2 separate regions of the Hordeum vulgare genome follow, and region 2 is linked to region 1. Evidence: chromatin contacts called from public Hi-C data. All regions are on one chromosome and are shown on one strand. Each heading gives the region's core, a stretch centred on a gene start, on an enhancer-like site or on the middle of the called end of the contact. The rest is flanking DNA. Distances are from core to core; before and after follow the strand shown. Region 1 has its middle 15 kb from the start of LOC123403216. Region 2 holds the start of LOC123403636.

What was found. A called contact is a pair of places that touch in the nucleus more often than the background predicts.
Region 2: a contact with region 1 is called in a Hi-C map of leaf, with 2.8 times the contacts expected there. The contact joins the promoter of LOC123403636 here to the enhancer-like site in region 1. A contact is called at or near these places in 3 of 6 Hi-C or Micro-C datasets (leaf and seedling).

Annotation. Positions count from the first base shown.
Region 1 is chr6H:493,676,701-493,683,684 of MorexV3_pseudomolecules_assembly, reverse strand. No RefSeq gene overlaps it. Among protein-coding and RNA genes, the nearest start is that of LOC123403216, 15 kb to the right of the region's middle. Within about 2 kb of position 5,199, at least 2 of the 3 cell types and tissues checked have open chromatin away from gene starts, as enhancers often do. A contact at or near this core is called in leaf, where this site is marked.
Region 2 is chr6H:494,070,839-494,077,858 of MorexV3_pseudomolecules_assembly, reverse strand. LOC123403636 reads left to right here and starts at 2,886. Exons shown (of 3, transcript XM_045097558.1): 1 at 2,886-3,446.

The DNA of each region.
Region 1 (6,984 bases), core at 3,950-6,449:
TGAATCGGATCGGAGCTCCATTGCTAGGATCGTGAATCATAGAATCATAACTATCAAGATCGTAGAAACTTAGATTCTATGGGCAAAAACTTAGAATCGGAGGGGTAGTTTGGATCGTGAGATCGTAAGATTCTAAGACTTGATCATGATTCTAACAACTTTGCTTGCTAGTTACAAGATCAAATTGCAAGATACGGTACGACTTGATAGGTAGATAGAATAAAATAAATGGTGCATCAAAGAGTAGCAGTTTTGATCAAGTTTTCATTAATAGAGAATCGACCAAGGGCCATAGGTCCAATGGTAGTATCTCTGATGAGCATAACATTGTAGTGTGGTGAAAAAATTACAATCGGGCAGCGATTAAATTGCAAATTATATTTATGACTCTGATCATTCAAGGTATAATCTAATATAGGCATTTCATTTGTGATATGTAGAACATTATCCAACTACAACTACAACTAATACTCCACCCATGTGATAGAGGCGAAGGTGTCTCGATGTTTCGATGAGAGGTAGCTATCGTTCTGACTGGAAGTCGGCTTTGACGATCCGACTACAAACATACAAAAATGTCGCGCCTTAGCAATCGTTAAACCAACTCTTAGGGGTTATTGAACATACCGAAGCACGATCAACCCGACCACGAGGGTCTATTTCCTGCATGGAAATAAAGAATAGGCAAGAATATGAGATTGCAATATGAATATTGTGTATTTAAGAGCAAATCTTTGGTGAAGTCTTGGTCTAGTCATTGAACACAAACGAAGGACGCGATTTGCAACCATAGAGAACTTTAATCTAAACAAAACTCAAGTTTAAACGATGCCTTAAGGGTTGTATTTATAGGGGGTCTAGTCATTGAACACAAACACAGGACGCGATTTGCAACCATAGAGAACTTTAGTCTAAACAAAACTCAAGTCTAAACGGTGCCTTAAGGGTTTTATTTATAGGGGAAAATAGAAGGGATTTCTTCCACCCTTGGCAAGGTGGGATTAAAACACCCCCTGAGTCGTTTGTCTAGGATCATGCACCCGAAAGCAAAAAAAATCAACCTACGCAGCAGCCCAGGACCACTATGAAGATGCATACAAATGTTTGATATCGTCGCTATCAACTCGTAGCACATCGAAAGCAGAGTTGGCAAAGATCGTTGGTGCAGATCCTCGTAGCTAGGATTTTTTTAACCTACCAACCGCAAGAATGGTCTCCCTCGGACAGCCCTTCGGGAGGCTCTTGAACGGAACCATGGACAATCCCTCAGACAGCCCTTCGGGAGGTGTTCAGACAGAATTCGGAAAAAATTACAGACAATCCCTCGAACAACCCTTCGGGAGGCTTTCAAACAGAACCTCGGCTTGTTTCTCAAAATAAGATCAAAACTATTACCTGATGAGGACATGGCTACCTTGGATACGACCAAAAATATTTCATATTTACATATTTGTGAGGTGATTTCTTATAATAATAATGCAATAATTTATTTATGTTATCTGAAATAAAAATACTTCACCTATTTTTACTCCATGCGTAAATGCAGAATTGTTGAACGCTTGCACGAACCACGTGTGAAGATAAAGAAAGAGGGAATGATTAAGTTTTGTTCAAGAAGTCCTCTCACATCAAAGTAAATGATTATGTGTTGTTCAAGAAGTTCTCTCGCGTCACTTTTAGTTCAAGAGAAGATAAAGTCCAAGTCTCTCACGTTTTGGACTCCGATTCGGACTGCGCAGACATACGTATCTCAAAACGTCAACAACTTTTTCATATGGACTCCGAATTGGATGATTCTTTTTTGTTGGAAAGTAGATTTTATGTACATTCCAGCCCAATTGTAATCACCTCAAAATTCCTTGGGAGAAGGGAGATATTGACGAAACAATATGGTGTTGCAGTAGAATCCGAGTCAAACTACAAGTCCAAAGGTGTTGCATCACCTCCACTTCGGCCCATAGGCCTTGTACGGCCTAGGGTTAGTTTCAGTCTGCCTTGGGGCATCATCCCACCTCCTTGGCCACCACCCTTGCTCCTATATAAGTAGATCAACCTGGTAGCTTTTTGTTGGGGATTTCTTTAGTTAAAAGTTAGTCATTGCACCTTCGTGTACTTCGTTTGTGTCCAATGACCAGACCAAGACTGTTTTCGGATCCCCAACCTTATCAATACTTCATATATATTCGCAATATTCAGATTGCTTTTATCATATTCTTTCTTGCTCTTTGATTGCTTGTAGGAAGACACCTTTGTGGTAAGGTTGATTGTGCTCCCGCGTGGGCAATAACCTCTTGGAGTTGGTTTAGCGATTGCTAAGGCGCAACGTCGTGCACGTTTGTAGTTGGATCGTCAAAGTCGTCTACACCAAGTCGATAGCCACCATCTCATCGAAATATCGGGACACCCTCGCCTCTATCATTACCTCTCTAACTGGTTGCACCCATCTGGTCTTAACTATCCACCACGACTTCATCGTCCAAAACTAGTCTGTACCGAAGAATACACAACCTTTTGGCATGCGAAACTATTTCCTCAAAGGACAGATAGAAAGCCAGATCATAGCATGGCATGTGTTGAGAGAGAACTAGTGTAGAATGGAGAGCTCTATCCACCTCTATTTATAGTGGAGGGAAAGGGGAAGAGGCCACGGGACAATACCCAAAAAAACTTGGCATGTTTTCACCATAAAGCCACAAAAGGGGGAGGGCAAATGGAGATCCATGGAGGAGCTTCTACTTGGGACAACCACCATGTGTGGGGACCCCCAAAGGGGGGTCCTACCTACCCATGACATCACCATTGACTTTGGGGCAAGTCCCGAAAGGTGGCTTTCCAAAAAGCCACCAAAAGGGGGTTGCACCCTAATAGTGTTCCACTATTCATTACAATTTCTCATGAAGTATTTTTGAGCATTTGTTTAATCTAAAAAATTCCAAGCGATATAGAACATTTCTAGCACCTCCTAAAATAAATCTAGGTGTTTTCTGGAACATTTGCCATATGAGGTTTTATCTTCAAAGCATTTATGTTTTCTCTCTCAAAACTTTTCTGGCAACAATTTGTTAGACTCCATGTCTATTACTTAGCAGATATATGACCCTTAAGTGTGTGACCCTCTAGGGTTCGCTGAAGTATATGCATGACCGGAACTCTTTTAATCAATGGTCAATAGTGGAACCATAGACATCCATATTTATCCCAATACTCACACGAATGAATATTCGAGTGAACCTGTAATTACCAAATGTTGTCTTTGTCGCTTCAGGATATGTTAAAAATACCTAAGGTGAAATTTAATGGCATTCTCGTGGATCAAAAACTTGTTCACTATGCGAGTTTCCTTGTTACCGTTTTTCCCTTTTTCTCGTTCACATGTTCCGGCATCCCCATTATCAAATCACATTGTGTGTGGCGAGATGATGACGGATACTTTAATAGAGACCCAAAGAATATCTCTCCATTGCGGGAGGAGCAAAACCCAATCTTGAGTTATCAAGTCCCTTGTCATACCTTTCCAAAATCCCGAAAGTTGTCTTAATAACCACCCTATAACAGATGACGTTTAACTAACTCCAAAGTTCATGAAGTAAGCACGAAGCAATTTGATACTCTCATGGTCTAAGAAATTATGCAAACGCTAACTTTCTCTATGTTATAAAACCATTAACTCGTGATGAATGTATCTCGTAGCATGACATCAATTGGGTCAATTCAATACAAGGTCATTCTAACATTGTGTCCTCAAAATTGTCGGCATAGTCATGCCCATGATCAATAAAATGTGACCATTATGCAACACTTGAGTTAGTCTTAGAGGAAATACTAGGAGTACATTTTACCGCTTATTAGTCCATACGTGCATATAGGTTTCCCTTTGAGATTTTATGGATATAGAAGCTCAAGGACCATTTCAGTTATAGCATGAAATATAAACATAATTACAAACCTCGAGATAAATAACAAGTGATATCATTCCCTCTAGGGGATATATCCTAAATTTTACCCTATAATGCGGACTCTACAAACAACCTAATAAGAGTTTATCAAAATTACATGGGCATGACCAAAAAAAGGTGGTGCAACACCTATAATAAATTACACATGAAATTTATGAAAGGGCATCATAGGGTATCAAAGTGTTGAAAACCTGTTCTTATTCCCTTCATAAATTTTGTCCATAGGAGCATGGGACTGCCCTTGGTTGCGCTCACATGCCCGTATGGAGGCCTTGTGGCTCCTCTCTTTTGGCTTTGTTACATTTTGGACTCTTTTCATGGAGAAAAAAATCACATTAAATGTCCGTGTTATTTTGGCCCTCGTCGATATTTATTACTCGAAAACTAGAGAGCAAGCACAAAATAGCAACTCACGCACGACACTAAGTTAATAAGTTAGTATAAAAAATTAATATATATTGCTATCAAAAGTATACAAACATGATATTATAATAACATAAAATAATAAAAAATATAGATACAATTGAGATGTATCAATAGGCCACTAGTGTTTACGTGCCTCGCTCTACGTCTCCTCAAGTATTAGGTTTGCCCGATGGACCGTTTCATCAATGGGCCATTCATCGTTGACTTTTTAAAACTACCACGTAGTTTCATTGCGTAAATTTGAAGAAAAAACATATTTGAAATGGTTCATAAATTCAAAAAAAAGATTGTTAATTTGTATAAGTTTGTGGTTTTAAAAAAGTTCGCAAAATATGAGGGAAAATCATATTTCTTTAAAAAAATTGCCATTTTCAAAAAATTGCAAAAACGAAAATGTTCACTCATTTGAAAAAAAACTAGATTTTGTTGAAAAAAAGGTTACAAACTTAATTAAAACTTAAAAAGTTAAAAAAAATATCATGATTTTGATAAAAAAAAAACAAATTTGAATGGTTTCATGCATTTAAATAAGATGAACCGAAGAAATAGACACACAAAACCGAAGAAATAGTCGGAAAAACCCCGGAGGAACGAAGGTTCCCTCCTAGAAGGTAAAACTGTGGTAGGTTGAGGCTTGTTTAGGCCTGTTATGCATGGAGCGGAACTGTGCATAAGCAAAAAACTACCAATAGGCTTTTAACTAATGCGCTACGCGCAACATAGGAATTGGCATAAGAGGGCATGAAGCACGGTTATCACAAATGAATGAAGGCGCAACATACGAAGCTGGATGTAAGCGTCCGTTGGAAAATTCTATAGGACGCACATTACGCCAAGATGCCGGGGCTTCGCACGGGATGAAGGAGCGACGCGATCTGGAGCGACCCATTACGGGTTGCGGGGATCCCGGTTTTGGGAACCTTTTAGACTTTCTCAACCTGTTTTTTTTTCGGTTTTGGGAAATTTTTAAAGGTTCCCTGAACCGATTTTCTTTTTTTGTCGTTTTCCTTTTTCTTCATTTTTTTCTGTTTCTGTTTCAAAAATGTTCTGGATTTTTAAAAAATATTCTGGATTTTCCAAATATGTTGGGATTTTCCAAAGTTGTTCATCAATTTCGGAAAATGTTTTTGTTTTTTAAATATTTATCTGTATTATTAAAAAATCTATTGGGTTTTCAAAAAATGTTCTTTAAATCCGGAAAATGTTTCTGCTTTCTTTAAAAAAAATGTTTTGGATTTCCAAAAATTGTATTGTATTTTCCAAAATTGCTTTCCAAATTCTGAAAATGATTTTGCTTTTTACAATAATGTTTTGGATTTTAATAAAATGTACTGGGTTTTCAAAAAAAGTTCTTTAAATTCGGAAAATGTTTCTTCTACTTTTTGAAAACATGTTCTGGATTTTCAAAAAATCTTATAGATATTTAAAAAATGTTTGGGGTTTTCAAAAAATGTTCATAAATTCTAAAAATGTTTGTGCTTTCTAGAAAAGTGTTCTAGATTTTCGAAAAAATGTTCTGCTATTTCAAAAAAAAATGTGCATTTTATAAAAATGTTCTTTTTCATCGAAGTTTGTTCTCGAAATTCAATAAATGTTTTTATTTTCAAAAATTGTTTGAGTTTATGAATTTGTTCAGGATTTTTCAATTTTGTTCTCACTCTAAAAATTTGTTCTCGAAATTTAAAAAATGTTCATGCTTTTAAAAACTTGTTCACACTTCCAAATTTGTTCGGGGTTTTCAAAATCTCTCTGTTTCATAATCTTGCCCTTCAAATTCAAAAATGTTAGTGATTTAAAAATTTGTTCGTGGTCCCAAATTTGTTCAATATTTTTCAAAGTTGTTCTTGGTTTGAAAATTTGTTCTCATGATTCAAAAAATGTTTGTCCTTTAAAAAATAGTTCACGTTTGCAAATTCATTTCCAGTTTTAAAAAATGATTATGTTTTCAAAAAATATTTTAATAAAGTGAACTTTTGTTCATTTTAATAAAAAAAGAAAACCGGAGCTACAGTTGTTGCGCGTCGGTTCGCAGTGCAAGCGCTCCCACTCAACACTTAGCGGGCCGGCCCTAGAACCTGCTCGAACAGCAAAACACAAAGGAAAAAAGTTGGGGAGCAACTAGTTAGCGAGCCCTCCCACGGGAGCCTCCCAGCGATTGCTCCCGCGCGCCGCCACTTGGCACGTTTCCAACTGCCGCCACGTGTTGTGCTCTAAACGTTTCTTTCGGATTTTGTTTTTTTTTGTCGCACGCGTCTTCGCCTTTCTTGAGTGGTTTTTTTCTGAATTTTTTTGTGTTACGGTTGAATTTTATTTTGCGAATAAACACGTATTCTATTTTTTTCAAGAGGTACGGTTTTGCTTCCGCGAGAGACACATGGTTTTGCCTTCGCGAGAGGCACGGTCATGCCTCTCGGAAAAGAAAAAAACAAATTTTCTATTTTTTATGACAAACAGAGTTTTGCTTTCGTGAAAGACACGATTTTGCCTTCGCGAAAGGCACGCCCGTGCCTCTCCGGAAAGTGAAAAAATGTGTTTTATGTTTTTTTTGCAAGAGCCACGGTTTTTCTTTTGCGGAAGACACGGTTTTGCCCTCGCGAGAGGC
Region 2 (7,020 bases), core at 1,637-4,136, 400 kb before region 1:
GGGGTGACCTCAAGGGTAAAAAGATGGGGTTTTCATCATTGGTTTGAGATTATCCCTCTACATCATGTCATCTTGCTTAAAGCGTTACTCTGTTCGTCATGAACTCAATACACTAGATGCATGCTGGATAGCGGTCGATGTGTGGAGTAATAGTAGTAGATGCAGAAAGTATCGGTCTACTTGTCTCGGACATGATGCCTATATGCATGATCATTGCCTTAGATATCGTCATGACTTTGCGCGGTTCTATCAATTGCTCGACACTAATTTGTTCACCCACCGTAATACTTGCTATTTTGAGAGAAGCCTCTAGTGAACACTATGGCCCCAGGGTCTACTCCACACCATATTTTCAGCCTTACACTTTTTACTTCGTTGCACTTTCCGCCTTCAGATCTCACTTTGTAAACAATCTTGAAGGGATTGACAACCCCTTTGAAGCGTTGGGTGCAAGCTTGTTTGTGTTTGCGCAGGTACTCTGGACTTGACGAGACCCTCCTTCTGGATCGATACCTTTGTCTCAAACTAAGGGAAATACTTACTGCTCCTGTGTTGCATCACCCTTTCCTCTTCAAGGGAAGAACCAACGCAAGCCCAACCTTTGTCAACGTGTCAACTTCTGGCGTTGTTGTCTGTGGGATAGCAGTATGTTACTTGCCCGAGATTCGATCACCGGTATGTCCATACCTAGTTCAATATCGTTAGTGGAAAGTCTCTTTACTCGTTCCTTAATACAAGATCACGTGACTAACTCCTTAGTCACATTGCTTGCAAGGCTTATTGTGATGTTGTATTACCGAGTGGGCCCCGAGATACCCCTCCTTCACACGGAGTGACAAATCCCAGTCTTGATCGATGCCAACCCAACAGACACCTTCGGTGATACCTGTAGAGCATCTTTATAGTCACCCAATTACGTTGTGGCGTTTGTTACACACAAGGTATTCCTCCGGTGTCCGGGAGTTGCATGATCTCATGGTCACAGGAACAGATACATTGACATGTAGAAAATAATAGCAACAAACTGACACGATCATATGCTACGTTCATAGTTTGGGTCTTGTCCATCACATAATTCTCCTAGTGATGTGATCCCGTTATCAAGTGACAACACTTGTCTATGGCCAGGAAACCTTGACCATCTTTGATCAACGAGCTAGTTAACTAAAGAGTCATTAGGGACTGTGTGTTGTCTATGTATCCACACATGTATTTGAGTTTCCAATCAATACAATTCTAGCATGGATAATAAACGATTATCATGAACAAGGAAATATAATAGTGACCAATTTATTATTGTCTTTAGGGCATATTTCCAACAATATGCACCTACTACGTGTTAAGATCCGCATACCCCAAAGTGAAAATAATTGGGATTCTTTCCGGTGATTACCGTAGTATGAGGACTTCATGTATTCACTATGTGTTAATGCTTTGTTCCAGTTCTCTATTAAAATGAGGACTTAATATCACTTAGTTTCTTTATGGACCCCGCTGCCACGGAAGGGCATGACAAAAGATTTCATGCAAGTTCTTTTTCATAAGCACATATGACTATTTACAGAATACATGCCTACATTATATCGATGAACGAGAGCTAGTTCTGTGTCGCCATATGATGTGACTGTTATATGATGAATATTATCCAGCAATATCATCGATCTATTGCCTACGAGTTTTCTACATATTGTGCTTGCTAAGTTACTATTATTGCTACTACTGTTACAACTGCTACAAAACTTATATCACTGTTACCATTACTGCTGCTACTGTTATCATTACTGCTGCTACTATTACCATTGGTATCAAAACTATCATATTATTGTGCTACTGATCATTGTGATGCAGGTACTAAATCTCCAAGCGTTGTTGAATTTACAACTCAGTTGCTAATACCTGCAAATATTATTTGGCTCCCCTTGTGTCGAATCTATAAATTTGGGTTGAATACTCTACCCTCGAAAACTATCGCGATCCCATATACTTGTGGGTTATTAGTGCCCCCGCTCTGCCGGCCCGCATGCGTGCTCCGGAATCAAAGGCACGTGTCGCCCACTGCGACAGACAGCGGGCAAGGGGGAGGGACGAGGCATAACAGTCCACGCGCTGTCGGCTGTCGCTGAGGGTTGCAGGCGGTGCTCGACGAGGACGTGTAGCTCCTCGCATGGGTCTACAGCCGTCCCCTCACGGCGGTGGAGACGGACACTCGCCGTCTACGATGGAGGAACCCGAAGGTGCTCCTCCTTGCAATTGAGCAGTCGGAGTGCGAGGCGAAGGAGGCAGCAAAGGAGGCGGCTCGGGTCACCAAATTGAAGCGGCAGCAGGATAGGTCCGTCCGTCGGATGAACTGGTTAATCGTCCTCTCCGACTCGGACTCCGACAAGGGGGCGGCCACAGCTGCACCTCCTCCTTTGACGAGGAAGACCCTCCACCAGCCGTGGACGCCTACAGTTATGCCTGTGGTCGGAAGGGCAAAGGTCCGGCGAGAAAGTGGTGAATTTTCGCCGTCTCACTTGTTTAAGTTGTAGTTATTTAGTACCTAGTCCGTTGTATGTGGATTATGTGAACTTTGAGTACTTTTTACTATCCATCTAGATCTTTTGATTATTGAAATGTACATATCTTTCTTAATTTCCTAGCGTGTGAGCTAATATGAATACACGATATCTGATATGAAAAGTATAGATATAAAAAACATAATTTAAGACATGTTCGGTCAATGAACGGGGATGTAATTGTGAGCGTTTGAGGGACTGGATCGCTAGCCGTACATGTAGATGCTTTAAACTGACCCGGAGGGATCATTGAGTATTGACTTAAGCCGGTCGCTGCTCAATGCCTGGCTGTCTGAAAGCGAGGTCGCAAGTGGGCGCTATGGAGTCCAGCTAGCACCGCTCGTCATCACGTACGGTATCGACCTCTCCATATCCACCCCAAGTCCAATCAGCGGCTTCATTAGTTAGTACTACTACCCCATACTAATCACCGGTTGCTTCCTCCAATCCAGCTGATCTGCCTTGCCTGCCTACTCCACTGATTAGTTAAAGCCAATGAATGGCTTTCCCTTAGCATTCCTCCGAGGGTAGTATAAGTGCCCGCGGTCGTCGTCGTCGTCGTCGTCCCAATCCCCTCTCTTCTCTATCGCTTACTAGCAGCTCTCTTCTTGCTCTTCGCTAGCTAGCTCCATCCAGCTCGTTGTCTTCTCCCCCTTGGATCGACTCGGCCTTCGGCGGCCATGAATTGCGCCGGGGTCACCGATGGGTTGCCTGCAGGCGAGCCGGGTACCGGCGTCGTCGGCCAGCCACGGAGGAGGAGCTGCATGTAGCCTGGCTGAGCTATAGTGCTCAGTCGATCTGCTGCTGAGCTATAGTGCTCGATCGATCTGCTGCTTCTTGGGGGCGAGCAAGAAGAATAGCCGAGGCTTGGGAGCCAGCTCTCAAGGACAGGTGCAGCTCGATTTCTTGCTTAATTTCAGAGCGATTTTGTGTCAGTTACTATTACTCTATTGGTTACTTTCTGTGGTTCCGATTTGTGCTTTGGATGTGAGCTGGATATGTCGGGGATCTGGGATTGGGCTTATTTATTAATTTTCGTCTAGATATGATCACCGTGGAACAAGAGAATGAATAAAAATCAAAGGTTGGAAAAGAAAAGAAGAGGCCCCAATCCCTAGTAGCATATCACAGTTCGTAGTAGTAGTACCAACTCGTCCTCTCTTTCTCTCTCTCTTTCCTTTCCCCTCCATTTTTGTCCTTTATAAAAAAAAGTTGGACTTTGCTTTGCCTTAAAGCATCTTCAACAGCCCCGTAACCGTTTCATGTCTTTAGAAAAAGTTTGACGGGTCGAAATAAGGGTTTTTAGCGTGCCGAAGAGCGCTGACTCCAGCGATCGTTGCAAAAAATAACACACATGAGCCGTTTCAACAGACGTGCTAAACAACAGCGCGCGAGCCACTTCAGCACGCTTGTTAAACTACAATGCACGAGCAGCCACTCGTAATATATTCATTTTTGATAATATGGTGATATTTTAAATATCAAAACAAGACATAGCATAGCTTAAAATAACCAACCAAGTTCATCATGACATAAAAGTTCGAAATCATGCCACATCACATCATCATCTAACCATGTTCAAAATCATCCAACCAAATTCATAACATAAAAGTTCACACAAACAAATGGCACATCAACAATCATGCCGCATCCTCCTCATGAAGGCGGCGACGTCGGCGGCTCAGATGAAGGCGGCGCCCTCAGATTGCACCAGCCTCATGTGGAGGAGTTGGTCATTGAGCCGGCGCGGGTGGCGGGGGCCTGGGTGCTCGATCGTCTTGAACCGACAGATGGTCCAAGCCTCCGCGAGCACCCAGGCCAGCGTCGTCTCGCTCTGTTGAAGTGTATATAGGGATTGCCTAGCCCTTTTCATCCGTTTGGACTTTTGTTTGCGTTGGCTAATGCATGAAGCATAATATGGTATCAGAGCCTAAGATCTTGAGTTCAACTCCTGGCTTTCGCAGTTTATTCAAAAATTACTGCCACCCCCTATGTGTCCATGTATAGGCCTCTTGAGCCATTGGCTAGTAATGAAGTTTAACACACTCCTCAAAAATGTCGTCGCGTGCATTGCATTATGCTGCTCGTGGCACGCCACCTTGCAGAGGCATTTGTTGGTTGCGAAGGAGGATGCGCCCCCGCTCTGGCACCTTGAGGGTAGTATTCCACGCGCGGGTGTGGCTTTGATGGCAATGAAGACTGCTCCTCCTTCACGGCGAACAACCGCCCCCGACTGTGCAGCAAGCATCTGTGGGAGGGTGGCTCCTCCTTCAAAGGTGGGGAGTCTAGCCCCTCCTTCATGCGGCGTCCGATTTGGACGTCTTGGTTTCATGGAGGAGACGAGAACGCATCACTACGATCGGTCAATGACTATTGGAGTGCAATCTCCATATGTCGCGCGGACTCGTCGTCAGTCGCAGTAGCAACAATGAGCAGGGGTGCCGTCTTCACATCCTCGTTGTCCGAAGAGATCAGCTCTGACTTGACTTTGGAGACTTTGTGTGTGATGAGCGGCCCGGATACCATGGGCAACGACGCCAACTCGATCCGAAGCTCCTCGTGATTCGAAGCCGCTCGTCGGCCACCAGCAAGAGGCGTCCGACGTCTTACCCTCGTGGCGGCCGGTGGTGGAGGTGTGGTGGGTTGCGATGGGTTGGAGAGGAAAAGGATAGGGAAACGTTTTCCGCCAGCGCGTCGGCCGAACGTTCGGCCGGACACACGCGATCCGTGCGATCTCCTCTCATCCTGCGATCTCCTCTCATCCTGGTGGAACGATCCTCGCGCGTGGTGGGGCACATGGTCAAGGGAGGCCACCATCTGCGCTCCCCTGCGCTGCTGCCACCAATATCGCCGGTCCCGGCCCCCGTTGGTCGCCTGCATCACCAGTTCCCGCTCCCGTCGGCCACCCGCATCGTCGGATCCAGCATCCGCACATCGTCCTCGTCGCCTGTCGCCATGGCCGGGCTGCACGTGTACAAGTGTTGCAAACGACACCCAAAATTGCTGCAACGGCTATTTGAAAAAGCTTCAAACCCAGATGAAAAAGCTTCAACCACGCATATAAAAAGCTGAAAGCGGTCATTGCCATGGCGAAATGCTACAACCTGTTGACATAAAATGTTACAATCGTTGATGAAAAAGTTGCAATCAGACATATAAAAAGCTGCAAGCGATCATTGACATGGCAGAATGTTATAACTGTTGATGAAAAAAGCTGCAACGGACGGCCTACAACGTGCTCTCTTTTGTTGGCTCTACAAGGACGGCCAACAAGGTGCTCTCGTTTGTTGGCTCTACAAGGACGGCGACCGACGGCGAGGACATCCGGCAAGAGGGGGCGACGGGAGAAGAACCCCTCGACCGCCGGGGGGAAGGGGGAGAGGGAAGGGGTGGAGAACGCTGCTGCATGTTGGACGAGGATGGCTGGCGAGGCGCTTACGTTCGTGGCTTGAAGTTGAGGACGAGAGAAGAGATCTGACGATCAAAAGATCCCGATCTGATGACTTGTATTTGTGGCCTAGCGACTTTAATAGTCGGGGCAAGCGGGTCGGCGAGTAGGACTAGGTTTCTCAGTAGCCGGACAGTGGGAATGTGGGTGGCGTTTATGTGTCAAGGTTGAGTGAATGCATGGTGTGAGGGTTTTAGAGCAACCGCGACAGGAGAGGGGTTTCCCGGTTCGCCCGATTTATCACAGTCTAGCCCAATCTCCCCTGTTTGATGCTGGTTTGTGGGATTTTGAACGTCGGGACCGGTCCAGACAGTTTGGTCAACCGCGTTGAATGGCTAAAAGTTATCAGGCCGTTGTATTCGGACTTTTGCAGTCTCGATTTGGTGAGAGTAAGAACCGGCTACAAAGATCAATTTCCGTTATCAGTTTGGTCTCTTTTTTTTTAACAATCAATTGGGTAGGAAGATCAATTGGCACGACTATTTTTTTTTATTTTTAGAAAAGGAGCCCACAACTATAAAATTGATAATCAATTGGGTAGGAAGATCAATTTTATAGTTGTGCCAATTGAGCACTTGAATCTAACATTTTGCCGTTTTTTGAGTTTGTGTTAGCATGAAAGCAGTCTACTCTTTTTGTGATCTGTGACCCAAGTTCATTGTGTTATCACCAGGTTCATAGTGCTCCATCCATGGTAATGCCAAATAAGTCGTGTTCTCTCCTAATTACATTATAAACTGGCGCTTTATCAAAAAAACGTTATAAACTGGGCGTTGTATCATAATTTGGTGATTTTTATGGTAACATTGTTTTTATTTTCTATGTTCATTTATGCAAACAATGAGTCAGTACAGTATGCCAGTATTTTTGTCTGTACGATAACGTTCCAACTGTAAGGTAGCTATAAAGTATGACCTCTCGTGCCATTGATTTCCTTTCCCCATTCTGCTCTTTCTTCATATTTTGTAGTCAAAATAGTAGTACGTATTAGATTCAAAGTTAGGCGATGAAGACTAA